2 separate regions of the Zea mays genome follow, and region 1 is linked to region 2. The links are chromatin contacts, called in public Hi-C maps. All regions are on one chromosome and are shown on one strand. The core of a region is the stretch at or near the end of the contact, and the rest is flanking DNA. Distances in the headings are between cores, read along the strand shown.

What was found. A called contact is a pair of places that touch in the nucleus more often than the background predicts.
Region 1: a Hi-C map of ear shows a contact between it and region 2, with 2.4 times the contacts expected there. The contact joins the promoter of LOC100282953 here to the promoter of LOC100273896 in region 2. A contact is called at or near these places in 2 of 25 Hi-C or Micro-C datasets (ear and tassel).

What each region holds. Positions count from the first base shown.
Region 1 is chr9:11,660,009-11,664,695 of Zm-B73-REFERENCE-NAM-5.0, forward strand. It overlaps LOC100282953 (40S ribosomal protein S17-like), which reads right to left and starts at 1,399. Exons shown (of 1, transcript NM_001291552.2): 1 at 725-1,399. The coding sequence starts at 1,311. The coding sequence ends at 883.
Region 2 is chr9:11,369,694-11,374,422 of Zm-B73-REFERENCE-NAM-5.0, forward strand. LOC100273896 reads right to left here and starts at 1,897. Exons shown (of 11, transcript NM_001148288.1): 1 at 1,567-1,897; 2 at 132-735; 3 at 1-11. The coding sequence starts at 646.

The DNA of each region.
Region 1 (4,687 bases), core at 149-2,648, 290 kb after region 2:
AGAAAAGCACATATAATTCAATTCGCATGACATACAAACAAACAATATATATTGGTATTCAAGGGAAAAATCACTTTATCGTTGTTCTAACAGATCACTATTTACTTCTATATCATAGGAACGTTTCAGCCTTTAACAATGAGTTTAAAACCAAGTTATTTAAACAACTACATCAATAGAACACAATTAAAACAAGCCAAGTTTCCTATAGAAACAAAGAAATGAATAGACCACACAGTGCTGACAACATGGAGGACAAGAATACGACAAATATGAAAGTGAAAAATGCTATAATCTGAAGTTGTTGTAATGCTACAGAGTAAACCCAATTTCAAGTAATAAAGAAAGAGTTCAGTAGAGGCTAACAGATATTGCCAATTCAGTACACTAAAAATGTACTAGTTGAATTGAAAATGCATAGCTAAAGTTTCATTGGATTGATAAGACTTCATCGACCGACCCAGATCATATTGGCTCTAGCTAACAGCCAAACATCTAGGCAGCATTGAACTGTATAGCAAATGAATGAAAATAAAAAGAAATTTAATCTGCACAGTACACAATGAACCTAACAGCAACACCAAATTTGAATTACATTTAAAAGCATGCAGCATAGATACAAATCCCTATGTCGCATGCACATATTCAAGATAACTAGCAGTCAAATAAAAAAATATGAGCATCTCATAGTAACTTATAAAGCGCAAGAATATAAATTATCATGTTCATCACACGCAGAACCAAACACTTCAGAATTTATACCATAACAGGCAAGTTCAAAACTTAACCGCCACAGATGCAACCAAAGATCTAAAAGAAGTTTAGCATAGTAGGACAACAACTACGAATAGCAGTGCGATCAAGAGGCAACCACCGCGAAGTCTAAACGCGGTCACGGCGGGGACCACCGTACTGCGGGCGGCCGTAGGCGGGGGCGTTGGAGACCTCAGCCTGGCGCTCAACGCCGGGCAGGTCGGCCATGCCGAGGGCAGCGAGCATCTCCATGGTCTCCTTGTCGACGCGGATCTCTTCGACCTCGAGCGCGGACTTCTCCGGCACGAAGTCCATGCGGCGCTCGCGCTCCTCCTCCTGCAGCTTGAGCGAGATGCCGCGGACTGGGCCGCGCTGGATGCGGCGCATCAGGTGGGTACTGAAGCCAGCCACCTTGTTGCGGAGGCGCTTCGAGGGCAGAATCGAGACCTCCTCGAGCACCTTCTTGTTGGTGTGGAAGTCGAGGGTCATGCGGGAGTAGTACTTCTCGATCACCTGCCTGGAGGTCTTCTTCACGGTCTTGGTGCGGACGCGACCCATGGTGGCTGCGGCGGCGGCGCGCTGGGGCAGGTGGCGGTGGCGGCGGCGGCGGCTGGGGTAGGCTTGGAGGAGAGAGAGTGGAGCTACTTATAGCAGAGGCGGTCGAGTTTGGGCTAGGGTTTCGCTATTTGTTGTGGATCTGAGCTATTCATTTGATATGGGCGGACAGATATAGATGGTGCGAGTGTTGGGCTTTGTTGCCTGGCCTGCTTGTGTCGGAGCTTTGGAATTCTTTTTGGCCCATCAGTTCATACCGGGTTATGTTTGGTTATTTCAATTCTATATATATCAGGGTTTTCGATTTGCTCTCGATCCATATGAATTGAGTGGGATTTGGTGAGTTTAAATCCCAAACAAGTCAAACTTTCTTAATTTTTTTCTAATCTCATACAATCCATGTATAATAGGAATAATCGAATAAGACCTAAATTGTAGTGTATTGGAATAAATAGGGATAGATTTTGACTTACTATGGATTTAAACCAACTCAATATTACGCAATCCATATGGATTAAGGGTGAAACGAATAAGCACCTTGTTCGGTTATTCCAATTTCATGTGGATTGGGGTGGATCGGAGGATTTTGACTTATTATAGATGGGTACAGGTTCACTGTTGATCTCAAGTTTGATCTTTAGATCACTTGAAAGGGGTTGAGTGTAACCCTTAACCAAAAGAGGTCACCACAACGTAGAGTAGGCATTGGCCGAACCACGGTAAAAATCGTTGTGTCACATTTTCCTTTCACTTATTACGATTACTATCTTCTTGGGTTCTCCACTCTCTTGCAATATTGATTCTAAGTTTAATACACATCTTAAAGAAGTAATCAAGAGAAGAGTTCTCTCTCCATCTATCTTCTCATCCTTTGCTAGATTGGAACTGATTTGGATAATCTGCCAAGAAAGTATGTCACCACTTTGCTAGATTCCCATCTAAGTGCATGGATGCTGCCCCATCGTAACCCATAGAGTTGTAGGAATGCTGAAAATGGCGAAGTAAATTGTGACACTTGTCGATCCAAGCAGCATCAAATGAAGGGAACGGCATCTTTGGAAGGATGTGGTGAGGTGAAGTGTCTTTCTTTGACTGTTCATGTGTTGATTTGTGGCGTGTATTGAAGAAGTTTCAGCCTTGTTGACGCTCTCGCCTTTTGCAAGCACATTGGTAAACGGTGCCTCCTCCTCAAAGACCACTGATGAGACAGACCAATACCAACAGATTTTGCTTCGCCCTCAAATTGCCTGAGTGCCAACTGTGACACTCCTTGTCCGATACGCTTGACCGGTTGAGCAATGAACTACCTGCTCTGCGAAGACGAACCTGTTGGAAAATATGCTCGCCACTGGATCCCATCACGCCGCCACCGTATCAATGCTTTTGTCGTTCTGTTCCTTCTGCAATATATTCGTTTCGGTGAGAGAGTGTAAGAGGTTTTACACTCACTAGAGGCTTGTTTGGGTTTAAGACTGACTCCAACAAGATACTTTAAAAGCTTCTGTACCATAATATAGAGGATCAAACGGTTCTCTACGCTCTCTAGCAGTGTCCTCTTAACGATCCTCTATCCATTTGAATAGGACGGGATGGGATGGGACGATCCCTCAAATTAGGTTGTTTGGTTCTGGGTCAAGGGTTGGGACAGTACTATCCTGTGTTGTCCCCTGTTGTCCCTCAAAATTGGAGGGACGAGAGAGGACGTCAGGGGACGATCCCGTCCTAGCTGTCCCACAACCAAACACACCCTAAATTTAGAGGACACTGCTGGATTCTCTATATATAGAGTTTTTCTAGACGACCCTCTATCCATTTGAATACTTAAAATAACTGGTTTAGCAAAACTAAAATATGTATAATACATTTGAGAGTATGATAAATACGTATGTACAAAAGTAAAAAATGTCTTTAATATAGATATTTACGTATATAGGACGTGATTTAGAGGATGTTGTTAGAGAGGAAAAAAATATAGAGGATGAAATCTTTTAGAGAAGATTGTAAAAGACGAATATAGAGAATGAATATAGAGGACGTTGCTGTCCAGCAACCTAAAGATATCAGAGAAGATTGAATGAGTTAAAAAATCTTGTTGCTATTGAATTTTAAATAGCCGGTGAGGTCGTTCGGCGGTAGGAACTAGGAACTTACTTAGCTCCGTAGAGGGTGAGAGCCATGACCATCAGGCCGACTAGCGCCGCCGCCGCTCCAGCCGCGACCTTGGTGATGAGGAGGCGCAGGAACCCCTGGATCGGCCCGTCTCCGGCGACGACGGCACCACCGCCACCACCCTCGCCGCCGGCGCGGCGGTGCGCGACGATGATCAGCGTCATCCCTGAAAAGAACGGCGTTTATCATCCGCTTCATTTCCGAAGATCTCCTTGGATCGGGCTCAGCTATAGCCCTCTCAGTCAAGACATGCTTTATCCGGCACATTGATTTCTTTACCTAAAATTATGCAAACCAAAAAAGATGTTAAACGTCAGTTATAGAAAAATAAATAGCATGAGGAGAAACATATGATATGACTGACGCACAGTGATGAGAAATGCAGTGCGCATCAACAAGAACATTGTTTGTTCACATAGATGGGGGGAGGGGCATTTCTCCTTGGTACATTCTTAAAATGTTAATGATTATTTTTGCATGTCGAGGTCACCTTGCACATGCTTCTGATATTTTGTTTTTAATGGTTATGATGCTCCACAGCCAAAATTTAGTTCTCAACTGTTTCTGTATATGCCGGGAGGATACTAATGTTTTAGTTGTTATGAACCGCTGTCTTTTGATACATGAACTTGTGGATTACATTGGCTACAGGGTTCAGTGGTGAGCAATTCAAGAGTATTCAGTAACACACATTATACAAAGAGAACCGACTCAGTTTTAGTCTAATGTATTGGATTATGCATTGGTCAGGGTCAATAAGGGAAAAAAATATTTAGTATGCTATATTTACAGTTATGTAAGGCCAATAATAACTAGAAAGCTCAGGAAAGTGAAATCCCAAATGTAAACAATGAACAACCAAGAAACAAGGCAGGGCCAAGGAAAAGTGGAAAATGACTTCGATTTGCGAAGGAGAAGGAATGATACGTGGAAGAATTGCAATGGCACGGCTTCACACCAACATATTAAACAACCTATCATCTTACAAAGCATGACATTGATATTTGATGAAATCAAAGCTACTTTAACTGTTGTTACACATGGCATCAACATGATTCTGTTGCGTGAGAAAATGTGCTGTTGTTGGCAGTCAGATACCTTGGAAATTCGTTCTGGATTTGGGAACCCATCTGATTGCAGCATCTGACGCTGTGTCATTAGCATGTTCTTTTCCTTTAGAAGAACATACCACATCTTCTGAAGATCATCC
Region 2 (4,729 bases), core at 647-3,146:
TCATTGATGATCTTGTCCATACAAAAAAGGAAATCATCAGTTAACTAGAGACAACTATATAACAGAAAAAAAGAGTAAGGAGAGTGCATAACAAATACAAAACAAAAACAATATTGGAGCATGGTCCTCACATATTTTCAAGTGGAGGTACAATAGCAACAGCGCCAGCTAGAGTAAGAAGATTGCATGCACGTTGCTGCTCATTTAACAGTCGCCCAATCGTTGCACTTGCAAGCCTCGCTAAAATTAGTTGTACTGCTTGCTCTTCCCTCATTGGAAAGCTGAACTGCAGTTTAGTCAGATTTTGCATGTGAGAGCCCATTTGGTTGAAACGCAACTGACAAGATCTAGAACTGGTCGCTGCTACAGATGCCACCCAACGCAAAATCTTAGGATCAGATGGTCTAGAGAGCCAGAAATAGAGAGCTCGGGAAAGCTTGTTGAGGCGATTGAAAGCTCCATGGACCATTGCATTTCCAGAAGAAGAGATCTTCCTATGATGTCTTAAAGAAGTACCCAGCACTGTACCGGCTTGTGAAAACAAATTCAATCCAAGATCATGAGACATTGAAAACTCTGGTTGGAACTCGTATGGGTATACCCTATGTATATCAACATGGGATGTAATCAACTGATTGGGCTTCATTGTGAAATACCCTTCCAAAACACAGGGTTCTGAATGAAGGAGGTCTTTACATCAAGGTTGGGAATGTATGCCAACAAAAAATTAATGATCTGCCAATTGGAACAAAGTAAGCTAAATCAGATGCACAAGTTTTTACAGTATGAAGGTACAAGGAAATGGCGCATATAATGTCAAACGAAATGTTTCACATAAGTTGCTGGAAATAACGCTATAAATATGAATTACAATTCAGCCTAGCTCTTGCTACTTTTCAGACCAGACAATGATTAATAAGATATATACACAATAAAAAGATTTAGAGGAACCAACTTGAATTCTGGCATAGTTGATATGCAATATAGTCTCTCTGTCTAAACAGATCTTAATAACAATAGAAGCCAGAAAAATCCCTTTTGTCGACCAAACTAATCACACGAACCTATCACCAAAGCACAATGTGTGTTTACATGTTATCAGGCATATATACAGCTTTTTTACGAACATAGTGGCAATTCAAAGATTCAATCTAAATTCCAATTCAAGCCGACAGTTATGCAAGCCAAGCGGATATGTTTCGTCTAGGACCTAAATCCCTCAAAGCTGTCAACAACCACCCTTCACTTTCAGACATGAAATAGGAGCGAGCAACAAGTATTTTATTTAATTGCGCTAACTAGTATTCGAACTCAAGACCTCTGTCTCTGATATACCATAATAAGTTGCATACATCAACCAATCTAACCCAAAAGATTAAGCTGATAGAAAGGGTGGACAATTCAATTATATTTCTACACTCATGATCAGCAATCCTGCCTAAAAGCATGCAATTTTATAGCAGCAGACCAACAACGAGCCACTGAAACCACCCGCATTCACAATTTCACATACGGGGAATCACAAACCGAGCATCACCGAATGAAAAGCTGGAGCCATCACCAAACCTGTCGAGTCCAGATCGGCCGGAGGGGGAGACCGCGGCAAGAACAGGCGGAGGAGAAGAAGAGGCAGGCAGGGAATACCGCCTGCGATCCACGCCTCGCTTGCTCGATCCCTCGGCGAATGGATTGGTGCGGGTTCGAGCGCCGGACTAATCGACGCAGGCCAAACCCAAATCTATCCGGAGGAAATGGGGAGGCGGAAAGGAACTGCTCTCCGGAATTTTCCTTTTGCCTCCCCAAATCCGATTGCGCCCGCCGGCTCGCCGCGCCCTCGCCTCCCGTCCCTCCCGTGGGGTGAGAGGCGAAGAACGCGTGCTCGTGCTCCGACGTTTGCTTCCTCCTCCTCACCGTGGGGTGAGACGTACGGAAGGTGAAATAGGGCCGGTAGCTTCCCTCCTGTAACTTTCCCCCGGGTGGCCACGCAAAAATTTCTATTTTTATACGCCGTCCTCCTCTCGTTCGAGTCTGGATCCGTTTTGGACAAGAGAACCGTAGGAGGTCGAGAGTGTTAACGGAGCAGACCGTTCGGGGAAGGTGCTGGAGCCTGGAGCTGGACCGGGAACCACGTGAATATTCCGCGGGATGATCGGACGGTCGCCAGAGGCTGAGCGACCGCTGGTTGGACGGCCGTGACGGTTGATGTGACGTGCGCGGTAAATTTTTGCGCGTCCACCGCGGAGAGAAACACGGACGTCGGCTGAGACACGTTTAAAATGAACCGGTTTTTTGCTTCGACCACGTGGACAAAGGTCCAAAGCTTTCGCCGGTTTGACATTCATCAGTTTTTTGGAAAGGATATGGGACGCGTGGACCTACGCAAGTCCTGCTACGGATGGTTCAAATGAATACGTGGGAGAAAAATACAATAATTAGCGAGGACGTGTTTGAATGCATTAGAGATAATAGTTAGTTGGCTAAAAATTAATATTAAAATTACCTAGCTAACAAATAGATAGCTAACTATTAAATAATTTGCTAAAAATAGCTAAAAGTTGAACTATTAGTTAAACTGTTCGGATGTCTCAACTAATTTTAGCAGCTAATTATTAGTTCTCAACTAATTTTAACAACTAATTATTAGTTCTAGTACATTCAAATACCTCTTATTGTTAAGTGTGCAATCAAACCATTCAGAGTATCTATTTCAAATCTGATAATATATATCATCTTTATATTTCTACCTACTAACAAAGAGGTACTCCCTCCATCCCAAAATATAAGTCATTCAAGATTTTTGGAGAGTTAAAGTTTGTAGTAGCATCAATTTCATCATACCATTCAGTGAATTTCATGTCACCTCCAACTAGGGATGGAAACGGTCGGTAAACACTAAAACCATTACTGTTTTCATATTTTTTATCGAAAACAAAATTGAAAACGGTAACTCCGGAAACGGAAATAATATCGGTATTTCGGAAACATCGGAAACGAAAGTTTGGTGCGGAAAATACACCGGTAACAGCCGAAATCTAAAATACGATCGGTAAACATATCAAACTTCACAATACAACAAAGTTGACAAAAGATCACAAAGACCACAAGTTCACAATTCATGATATAACAAGTTCATAATATAACAAGTTCACAAGGATCACAAATTTATAATATAAAAGTTTACAAAGATAACAAGTTCACAATATAACAAGTTCCCAGTATAACAAGTTCATAAAGATCACAAGTTCACAGACTCAAAGTTCACAATTCACAATATCCACTCGATCTAGCTGACATGGCATGCTTACTTATGAAATATTTTTTCCTCACATAAAGAGTTTTTTCACAACCTCACAGGAAAACCCTAAAACCTAGTGTGTGGAAAAGACAGACTGTTGGCTCTCTATCATTATATATTACTAATACATAACATATGTATAGTAAAGGGTGGATTCGTTCAAGAGACCAAATCGTTAATCACAACTACCTTCCAACACCATCTATCCCAAAAAAAATCTTAAGGAATCCAAAAAATACAAAAAAAGTAATCCTTATCTAGAGACGTACAGGCGATGCGAAAAATCACATGCTGGAAAATTCCGAAAAATCTAAGACACAATTCCGAAAAATTTTGAGAGACAATTCCGGAAAATTCCGAGACCCAAATCTGGTAATTTCCGACAAAAATAGGTAACCGAAGGAAACGGTCAGTAAAATACCACGCCGATTCCGATAGAAAAATCCGAAAACCGATTCCGTTTCCGAAAAATACCGTTACTGGTGAATCTGGTCGAAAAATTTCGAAATCGGTTTCCGGAATACCGAAAAATACCGAAACTGTTTTCATCCCTACCTCCAGCACTAGGCAAGCCCAATATGGGGCGAATAGTCTCTTTTGTAATTTTCAATTCTTTTCCTGGACCTAGGCGTATTGTCATGTCATTTGGGTCAAGCTTGTCCATCAACCCCCTGATAAGGGATCTGCTCTCTAATGCATCAGTTCGCATATCAAAAATGCTTTGGAATCCCTTCCTGTTGGGGGTATGCTTCGTACCCGAAGATCCTAAAGAAATAAACACCTTCGACAGATCCTCTCCAGAGCAGCGCCAAAGCTATCGACTATAAAGCTTCGGCACAGTGACATGTCTCAAGACGAAGGGGTGAACCGACTTAAAGATGAAATGACTTAAAGACCCATGACATCCTGTGTCATTATTGTAGTTCACTGTAAAGGGCATAAATGTAATTATACACAGGCTGCGCCCTGTGCCTATAAATAGGTGAACAGTACCTCTGTACTGTTCACGCTCTCCGGTAATCACGCATTGGCCATTTGCTTTTGCTTCACGCTGGTATTTTTGCTTTTCTTCAAGTCGAAGGTACATTTGTAATTTGTTAACATTTCCATAATAATGAAATAGAAATGAGTTAATAATAATAATGTGTTTATATTATTTTTTCATACTTTACAAACCCTTCTTCATTATTTGTTGCGATTATGAAGGTATGTCCTTCATAACCTTCGTCTGGAATCCATTATATCCCAAGGAAAATAATGCTTCGGAGGACGAAGGACTATAACATTTAACAATTTCTGTGTTGCCTTGTCAGGGATGAAAGTGGTAATCCGAACTGTTATAACAAATTTAATATTTTAAAATAGGTATGTATAAAATTTGATGTTGATTTTTTCTTATGTTATCAAGCACATTAGTACAAATATGAATAAAAT